2 separate regions of the Macaca mulatta genome follow, and region 1 is linked to region 2. A link is a contact called in public Micro-C data. All regions are on one chromosome and are shown on one strand. Each heading gives the region's core, a stretch centred on a gene start, on an enhancer-like site or on the middle of the called end of the contact. The rest is flanking DNA. Distances are from core to core; before and after follow the strand shown. Region 1 holds the start of SUDS3 (SDS3 homolog, SIN3A corepressor complex component). Region 2 holds the start of PEBP1 (phosphatidylethanolamine binding protein 1).

Region 1 (5,092 bases), core at 1,198-3,697, 250 kb before region 2:
CTACTAAAAACACAAAAGTTAAGGCCGGGTGCATTGGCTCACGCCTGTAATCCCAGCACTTTGGGAGGCCAAAGCAGGTGGTTTACCTGAGGTCGGGAGTTTGAGACCAGCCTGACCAACATGGAGAAACCCCCTCTCTACTCAAAATACAAAATTAGCTGGGGGTGGTGGCGCATGCCTGTAATCCCAGCTACTCCCAGCTACTTGAGAGGCTGAGGCAGGAGAATGGCTTGAGCTGAGATCGCGCCACTGCACTCCACTCCACCCTGGGCAACAAGAGCGAAACTCCATCTCAAAAAAAAAAAAAAAAAAAGAACAAAACAAACAACAAATAAAACCCCAAAAATTAGCCAGGCATGATGGCAGGTGCCTGTAATCCCAACGACTCCGGAAGCTGAGGCAGGAGAATTGCTTGAACCCCGGAGATGGAGGTTGCAGTGAACTGAGATTGTGACACTGCACACCAGCCTGGGTGATAGAGTGAGACTCCACCTCAAAAAAAAAAAAAAAAAAGGTTACTTACAATATCCAATAAAATGTAAATACTATGTAAGTAGTTGTTACACTACACTGTTTAGGAATAACAAAAAAAGTCTGCACATGTTCAGTACGGATTCAATTTTTTCCGGAATATTTTTGAGCTGCGCTTGGTTGAATTCACAGATGTAGAATTCACAGACATGGAGCGCCAACTGTATACAATAAAAAAGGTAATCTGACACAAATATTTTCCAAGTTACAACTAAAGGGAACAAGGAGGAGGCCAGATGATCAAACGAAAATTGTTTCAAAACATCTTAAACATTGCTCTTAGAACAAGCATTAATGGCTGGGGTGTCTACAAATTTTTAACAGCCCCTATACTGCAAGGAAAAAAAAACCCTCAATTTTGGCTCCACCGCGCCCCCTCGTGGGGATGAGATGCAGCGCAAGTGCTTCACATTCAAAATCTCTGGTTAAGCCTTGTCTTCGGATGGAGTTAAACCGAATGCAGTCCTTCAACTTTCCATGTCATGCATATGCAGCTGTCTTTTGTAAGGCTGTTGCAGATCCAATTCCCCACAAACCCTTCTCCCCTCCTTCAGTTAAGAGGCCTTCCCTGAGTTCCTGTCATGGTCAGCCACATTACTTGGCACTCGGGAAATTCAGATGAATAAAACGTATGCACCTTTCCAAACAGCTGGTCTAGCTTTTGCTCCACGGCCCGATTTTGTCCCAGAATATTCCATTCACATATAGATCTCTCTTTATCTCCTCTTTCTTCTCCCTTGATCTTTCATATTTCATCACCTTCCTCCTCCTCCATCCCTCCAAAATAGCGTCCTCACACTTGCCAAATTATAAAGCTCAGTTTGAAAAGCAAGGCTCTGAGACGCTGTGATGACAGTGTAAAGAGCATGGGACTGAAAACACACCACCTGGGGACCATTAAGCAAACCCCTCCCTCTCTTACCTGTTTCCGGGAGGGGGGCGGGTGGGGAGAACATTTACTGAGTATTTACTGTACCAGGCCAAGTACTTTATGCGCATGTCATTTAATCCCTATACCGACCCTAGGAAGTGCTTTCTAGGTCAGGTGTGGGAATTAAACAGCTTCATTACAGCTGGGTAAATCGAGGCTGGAAAACTTTAGTTTACAAAGCTGAGTTAAGTGACAGAGCCAAATTTAAACCTGTATCTGGCTGGTTCCAGGTCCCTTTCCTTTAACCAACCTGAGTTATCAATACTGTCCTACCTAAAGCATAGCTGACACGCATTTCGGGGGTGGGGAGGGGCAACTTTGGACTCTGATGCTCTCAGACACAAAAAACGGGGGAACTACACTCGGTGCATTCAGTAAATGAGTTTCTCATTCCTACTAGTGAAGATGTGAGGTTCAATCAGAGACAGCTGGGAGGGAGGACGGGGTCTTAAAGGGACCCCCAGCGTGACAACGTGTGAGTCCCCTCTCCCCATCACAGTCAAGTGTAACGTACCCAGGGCTTCCCCGCTACTCCAGCGCGAAGGGGAGTAACTTCCCCGAGTCCCGCAACTCCCGGCGGCCCCTCCACGCAGCCCCAGGCCCCAGAGGCCGCCCCGCCCCTCTCCCAAGCAGCCCCACCCCCTCCCTAGCGGTCCCACCTCCGCTCCCGGCCGCCGGGAGAGCTGCAGGACTCACCTTCGTCCGACTCGCGGCCCCGACAGCTGCGCTCGTCGTCCTCGGCGCTCTCCAGCTCTTCGTCCTCCTCGGGGTAGTACTCGGGGGCCGGCGGCGCTCCAGCCTGGGCCGGGGCCGGGGCCAGCAGCCCCGCGGCACTCATGTCGCCTCTGACCGCAGCTGAGCGTGGCCCAGGGACACCGCGGCCACCCGCCTTCGGTACTCGCCGTCTGCCTAGCAGCGTCCGAGGGAGCCCCCAACTCGAGGAGCGGGAGCCGCGGCGACCCCTTCCCGGTCTCCGCCGAGCTCCGCCCCCCGCGCCCGCGCTCGGCAACCGGGGCCTCGCGCCGCTGGCGACTTCCGGGTCGAGAGCTGCCCGACGACGGCCTGACTCCGCCATCCTTGGGGGAGTGGAGATGCCGCTGGACGCCCAGTCGCCACAACTTCAGCCCTTTCATCGCCGTCTTAAAATCCTTAAAGTATAGTGGGGGAGGGGCGGAGCCAGGTTCTCTAGAGTCAGGCAAATCTACGGGCAGGCCCAGCAGCCATCAGGACCCCGAGGCTCGCAGGCGACATCCGGAAACAGCCGCCAGGCGGCGCCTGGAGCTAGAACTAAAGCAGGGATCGTTAGCGACCTAGGGGCGGAGGGTTTGAAGGGCCCTTGGCAGGTGGAGGTGGTCTCTAATCTAAGCAGGGGAACCACGCGAACTGCCCCCTTGTTAGGTCTGAAAACCTAGACATCCAGAGTGTGCGTGATCATGCAGCCTGGCTCCTCCTGTGACTACTTAGAGCTTTATTAAGAGCTAAAAGACAAGGATGCTGATATTCCATCCTGGGGACAGCAAAACAGTATTTTCCCAGCCCTTAGGAATCCTTTCTATTTGTGTAAGGTTTATTCGATAAGATGTTCCCCCGGTTTTACAAACGAGAAACGAGCTGTCGTTTGCCTAAAAAAAAATAGCAACGTCCAGTCTGATTTTTTAGACTCGGAGACCCAGGCCTTCCGCGGTACAGCTGTCTTGAATATTAATTTTTTCAAAGGTGCTTTTGCCTAATCCAACAGCTTGCTCTGAGCTCTCAACTGAAGAAGGGGAGAATTTGCCTACCAGAAGTTATTTGGCTAAGCAAGACCTACGTGGAAGCTTAAAAACCAGGAGAGCTGAGTATCTGCAAGAATTAATTTGTGGGATTCCCTCTGAGTAAAAGAGGGACACGGTGTTACAAGTTTTGCTCAAAGAATAGATTTAAGGTGTCCCTTTAGCTAAGAGCAGTGTGGTCTAGTTGTGTGTAGCGAGAAAAAAGGATAAGGTTTTTAATGGTTTGTCCAAAGTAGCCCCACTTTCATGTTCCACCCGAGTCTCCGTAGGAAACGCAACCAGTAGTGAAAACACATGTGAAAACCAGGGTGGAACCGAATATTCCCATTCTCAGACCTTTTGTGATCAAATTTCTCTCTGAATTGGCCCCCATGGACTCTTCTAAAAAATGAAACATTATTCCCATCCCATTTATTTTGACATTTATTTACTACCTTGTTTTAATTAAAATCTTGGCTCTATTTGTAAGGGATTTTTTGTCCCAACAAAACTAAAGAATTTCCAGAATGGAATGCTAAGATGTCTTTCCAGGAGTTCCGAGATCTTCTGAAGCGCCTTCTAAATAAGAATCATTCTCAGATCTCACCAGGTCTGCCATCTATATTTAAACTAGGATTTCGGAACTGTCTCGTGTCCAAAAGATGAAGTCATTTTCTTTTTTTGTGCTGTTGGAGCACATCTAAATTATTTGCAATCAACTATATTGAGTAACTTGCGTTCCTATCAGTAGCAATAATCATAGTGCAGAAAAAGCAAAGATTTTAGAAATCAACAGTTCATTGATACAATGAATTTTTAAGTTTATTTCGTTGCTAAATGGTTTCCTTTCAAGACGCTGAGATTTTTATCATGCTTATGTTTTACTGCTATCTTGACTGCAAACAGCATCTGTAAATGGTCATGCATTTCTTTTTTATATGTAATGAACAGACACAACTGAGCACTTGGGTGATGAAAACTTACCCCATTTTTTCTACCCAGATTGCCAGCTGCAGAACTAAAAAATGCTCGTAAGTGAAGGTGGACCTACTCAAAAAAATTATGTTGTGGCTTTAGTCTTACCCAACCTTTAGATTTATTTAATATGATTTTGGACAGTCGCTAATCTCCTGTAAAAACCAAGTTTCCTCAAAACCAAGTTTTACCACCTTGAAATCTTTTTCTGTATGCCTTCTCACAATGGTACTCAGACACCGCTCAGCAACTCGACTTGACTTGAAGTGAAGTGCTGCCAGCCCCATTTCCACAACTTCTTTGCTTCCAGGCCTTCTCTGCCTACCCTAACACTGAAACTGAAACTTTAAAAGGGGACATCACAATTGGAATGGAGTATGATTTTTTTTTTTTTTTTTTGAAACGGAGTTTTGCTCTTTTGCCCAGGCTGGAGTGAAGTGGCATGATCTCGACTCACTGCAACCTCCACCTCCTGGGTTCAAGCGATTCTCCTGCCTCAGCCTTTCGAGTAGCTGGGATTACAGGCGTGTACCACCACGCCCCACTAATTTTTGTAATTTTAGTAGAGACGGGATTTCACCATGTTGGCCAGGCTGGTCTGGAACTCTTGACCTCAGGTGATGAATGGAGTATGATTCTTAAACACTAGAAGAAACATGTATACTGTTTAGAACACAAACACATTTTGTCAGCTGGAGTTAAAAAGTTAACAATCGAGGGTTCTCTGAGAACTAAGGCCCTGTGTACATCTGACAAAACTGAGGATCAAAATGTGTTCCTGAAACGAAACAATTTCTTCATCAAATGCTAAATTCTAAAGTCCATAAACTTACTTAGGGTATTAAGAGTAAGGAAAGCAGTTTTCTGTTTCCGGTGTTGATTTGATCAGCATATCCAGTTTCAC
Region 2 (4,701 bases), core at 166-2,665:
ATTTTTAATAAAATCAATGACCCTGTATTGACTGTAAGAGCCAGGAGCTGGAGTTTTATATACATCATTTATCTTATTTATTTATTTTGAGACCAGGTCTCCTTCTGTCCCCCAGGCCGCAGTGTAGTGACGCTATCAAGGCTCACTGTAGCCTCAACCTCCAGGGAGGGCTCAATCGATCCTCCCACCTCAGCCTCCTGAGTAGCTGGGAACTACAGGCTCACACCATCACGCCTGGCCATTTTTTTTTTAGAGTTGGGGTCTTACTACGTTGCCCAGGCTGTGTATTATTTCAGTCCCAACAACACCACGGGGCTAGTGTCCCAGCACACTATTAACAGAAACAGATGAGGCTGGGATTCCAACCTTGGCACTGAGTCCCCCTCCCAAGGACACCCTTACATCGTCTGTCCGGAATCACAGGGTTTCTGGATTTGGTGATCACGAGGCTACCTGGGGCCTGCTAAAGTGAAATCTGCATTAACGTTTCAAAGTGCAAAGAAAAGGAGAAAGCCAAGGTGGTGAGACGGGGGCAGGGAAAGGGAGGCTATGTTAGATGGCCACTTCATATGTAAACATCCAAAAAATTTAAATTCTGTGAACATCAAAAACAATGTAAGGTCGGGACAGTTTATTTAACACTGTTGCCCGGAGCTTCATAACCAACTAGCAGTGGCGTCTGCAAATCTAGTTTCTTCACTTTCAGCAGCCCCAGCCCCGTGGGCGTGGGAGGTCAAACAGCAAAACTAAACCGTCGCCCTCCAGCGTTCCGGCTGCACGCTGTCGACCGATTTAACAAAAGAGAAATCGGCCGGCGCGCTCATCGCCAGTTACATAATGCGTCACAGGCTCTCAGCCCTCCAAAACGAGGCCTAAAATGCTGACGCCCTAGGGGAAGCTCTGGGGGCGGGGGCGTCCGAACGGCCACAGTCTACTCCGTCTCGGGGACGTCCCTCTTCAGCGCCCTGCCCCGTTGAGGGAGAGGGGGATCCGGCCTGTTTCCGGACCTAGGCCCCTCTTGGGCCCGAAGCCCGGGAAAAGTGAATGAATTTCTGCTGCAGGCCGAACCTGCCTGGCCACGCCACAGGCCAGGTTCCCGGTGCTCGAGGTGGCCTCCAGGCATGGGACACGGACCCCGGTACCTCTGTCCTGGGGGGCCTCGACACACGCAGGCTGAACCTCCCCACCGCCCCTGGCCCTATTTCCGCTGGGTCCCACCCAGGCGGCCGGCACAGGCCTCCGCGCCGGGCCGCTTGCTGCACGCCCGCCGCCCGGTGTACCTGAGTGGGCGTCAGCACTTTGCCCAGCTCGTCCAACGCCGCCCCGGCGTAGGTGACATGCAGCGGGTGCTGCGGCTGCTCGTCCACTTCTTGCAGGCTCAAGGGCCCGGACCACTTGCTGAGGTCCACCGGCATGGCGAGGCCAAGCAAAGCGTGCAGCCGGGCGTGCCGCGGCAGGCTAGGCGCGGGCGGCGGCGGCGGCGGCGGCAGCGGCAGCCTAAGCGCAGGCGGCAGCGGCGACACGGAGGCCTCAGCGCACTGACCCGGGAAGGCGCAGACCCAGCGACCAAGCGAGAGCACGCGCCCCAGCCACCGCCCGCCCCGCGCACCGCCCCACGCCACGCCCACCGCTGCCTGGCCTCTGATTGGCCGAAGCTGGCAGAGCAGGGCCGCTCGCGCTCCTGGGTCCATGCAACCTGCTCCGGGTGGCAGCCGAGTTCTCGGGAACCGCGGCTTGGCCTGCGAGGCTGTTGTTTCAAGAAATGAAAATAAAGGGCGCCCTGGAATAGGTCCGCCTAAGAGAGAGGTTCGTGCCTTACAAAGTGTCGCGCTGAAAAAAAAAAAAAATGCAATTGAGTTCGCCTTGGTTTCGTTTTGGTTTTCTTAATTTTTTGTATGATTCTTTGCTCCACTTTCCAAGTTCAGCAATGTGGCCTGGCTCATACCTATATCGCCAGCACGTTGGGAGGCCAAAGCAGGAGGATCGCTTGAGCCCAGGAGTTTGAGACCATCCTGGACAACATAGCAAGACCCCATCTTTACAGAAAACTAAAAAAAAAAAAAAAAAAAGCTAGACATAGTGGTGCATGCCTGTAGTCCTAGCTACTCCGGTGTCTGGGGCGGGAGAATCACTTTTTTTTTTTTTTTTTTTCTGAGATGGAGTCTTGCTCTGTTGCCCAGGCTGGAGTGCAGTGGCACGATCTCGGCTCATTGCAAGCTCCGCCTCCCGGGTTCACACCATTCTCCTGCCTCAGCCTCCCGAGTAGCTGGGACTACAGGCGCCCGCCACCACGCTCGGCTAATTTTTTGTATTTTCAGTAGAGACGTGGTTTCACCATGTTAGCCAGGATGGTCTGGATCTCCTGACCTCGTGATCCGCCCGCCTCGGCCTCCCAAAGTGCTGGGATTACAGGCGTGGGCCACAGCGCCCGGCCGATCACTTCTTGAATCCAGGAGTTTGAGGCCACGGTGAGCTACGATCTTGCCACTGCACTCCTGTCTGCGCTTCAGAGTGAGACCACATCTTCACACACACACACATACACACACACACCAAATTCAGAAACTGTAAGGCCTTGCTTTTCTCTTGTACTTCTTAAAACGAGCCAGATTCTCTGTATTTTCACACAAGATCACTTGTCATGGTAATTGCCTGGTGAGAGCACCTGAGTGAACTTTTGAGCATTTAAATATATGGGGAAATGTATTTGTCCGTTTTCTCCACTCAAAATTCGTCCTCACAAAAGTCCTGAGAAATGTTTGGGTTTTGTTTTTTTTTAAAAAAAAACATTTTTAAACCGTATTTATTCATACCAAAACTGCTCTTACTGTGACCACCAACTGCTTGCTTTTTGCTTTTTGCTTTTTGCTGAATATGATGAGCACTATTTTTTTCTTTGTTTTTTGAGACGGAGTCTCGCTCTGTCACCCAGGCTGGAGTGCAGTGGCCGCATCTCGGCTCACTGCAAGCTCCGCCTCCCGGGTTCAGGCAATTCTCCTGTCTCGGCCTCCCAAGTGGATGGGACTACAGGCATGCGCCACCGCGCCCAGCTAATTTTTGTATTTTTGGTAGAGACAGAGTTTCACCATGTTGGCCAGGCTGGTCTCAAACTCCTGACCTCGTGATCCAGGACAACATGGTGAAACCCCATCTCTACAAAAAAATACAAAAATTAGCCCGGTATGGAGGGATGTGCCAGTAATCACAGCTACTACCAAAGTTGAGGCAGGAGGCTCACCTGAGCCTGGGAGTTTGAGGCTGCAGTGAGCCGTGATTGTGCCACTGCACTCCAACCTGGGGGACAGAGTGAGACCCTGTCTCTACAAAAACAAAACAAAACAAAAAAGTCTTCAACATTTTAATGCACCATCATTTATTCAACCATCATTTATTCAACAAGCCTCTTGATGTACTCTGTTTTGTTCATTGTTTTCCTTTTACAAATATCACTGAAGTGAACCTCCTTATACATATATCTTTAAAAACTTGAAAGACTGTTTTTGGAAAGTTTTATTACATGGGAGCTTTTCTTAATTAGGTCAAAAAATACACACGTTATTTTTTGTTTGTTTTGAGACAGAGTCTTGCTCTGTCGCCCAGGCTGGGATGCAGTGGCACAACATGGTGAAACCCCATCTCTACTAAAAATATAAAAATTAGCCAGGCGTGATGGCACACACCTATAATCCCAGCTACTCAGGAGGCTGAAGCAGGAGAATCACTTGAACCTGGGAGGTGGAGGTTGCAGTGAGCCAAGATTGCACCACTGCACTCCAGCCTGGGTGACAGAGGTAGACTCTGTCTCAAAAAAAAAAAAAAAAAAGAAAAAAAAAGAAAAAAGAAAGAAATGTTTACAATATATTCTCTGAAGCCTGCTATTTGGAGGATTTTTGGGGGAGGGTTCTCCACAACCCCTTATCATAACCCAGACGTTCCTTTCTATTGATAATAACTCTTTTAACCAATTGTGAATCAGAAAATTTAAAAATCTACCTATAACCTGAAAGCCCTCCCACTTCAAGTTATCCTACCTTTCTGAACCAATGTATTTTTTTTTTTTTTTTTTTTTTTGAGACAGGGTCTCGCTCTGTCACCCAGGCTGGAATGCAGTGGTGCAATCACGGCTCACTGCAGCCTCAACTTCCCAGCTCCAGCGATCCTCCCACTTCCCACAGGTGTGTGCCACCACACCTGGCTATGTTTTGTATTTTTAGTAGAGACAGGGTTTTGCCACGTTGCCCAGGCTGGTCTCGAACTCCTGAGCTCAAGTGATCCACTGGCCTCCGCTTCCCAAAGTGCTGGGATTACAGATGTGAGCCACCACAGCTAGCCCCAATGTATATCTTAAATGTATTTAATTGCTGTCTCATGTCTCCCTGAAATGTATAAATCCCAGCTGTGTCCAACCACCTCGGGCACATGTTCTCTGGGTCTCTTGAGGGCTGGGCCACAGGCCATGGTCACTCAGATTTGACTCGGAATGGATCTCTTCAAATGTTTTACAAAGTTTGACTCTTTTCATTGATGCTATTTATTCTGCTGGCCGCTTGTATTTCTGCCACGTGTGCCTCTTCTAGGCCAGTAGCTTGGGCAGGTGCTGGTTGAGGGTAGATTCAAATGAACCAGCCTGGAAAACCACGAGTTGTTTTTGTTTGTTGAAAGAGGACCAGGAAATTCACTGATGTGGTTATTCAGTGGAAT

Evidence for each region. A called contact is a pair of places that touch in the nucleus more often than the background predicts.
Region 1: a contact with region 2 is called in a Micro-C map of CD4 T cells, with 16 times the contacts expected there. The contact joins the promoter of SUDS3 here to the promoter of PEBP1 in region 2. A contact is called at or near these places in 2 of 14 Hi-C or Micro-C datasets (CD4 T cells and liver).

What each region holds. Positions count from the first base shown.
Region 1 is chr11:125,664,637-125,669,728 of T2T-MMU8v2.0, reverse strand. It overlaps SUDS3 (SDS3 homolog, SIN3A corepressor complex component), which reads right to left and starts at 2,447. Exons shown (of 11, transcript XM_077955367.1): 1 at 2,159-2,447. The coding sequence starts at 2,300. LOC144333143 (a long non-coding RNA gene) reads left to right here. Exons shown (of 2, transcript XR_013401542.1): 2 at 480-2,473.
Region 2 is chr11:125,410,787-125,415,487 of T2T-MMU8v2.0, reverse strand. PEBP1 (phosphatidylethanolamine binding protein 1) reads right to left here and starts at 1,415. Exons shown (of 4, transcript NM_001246199.1): 1 at 1,281-1,415. The coding sequence starts at 1,415.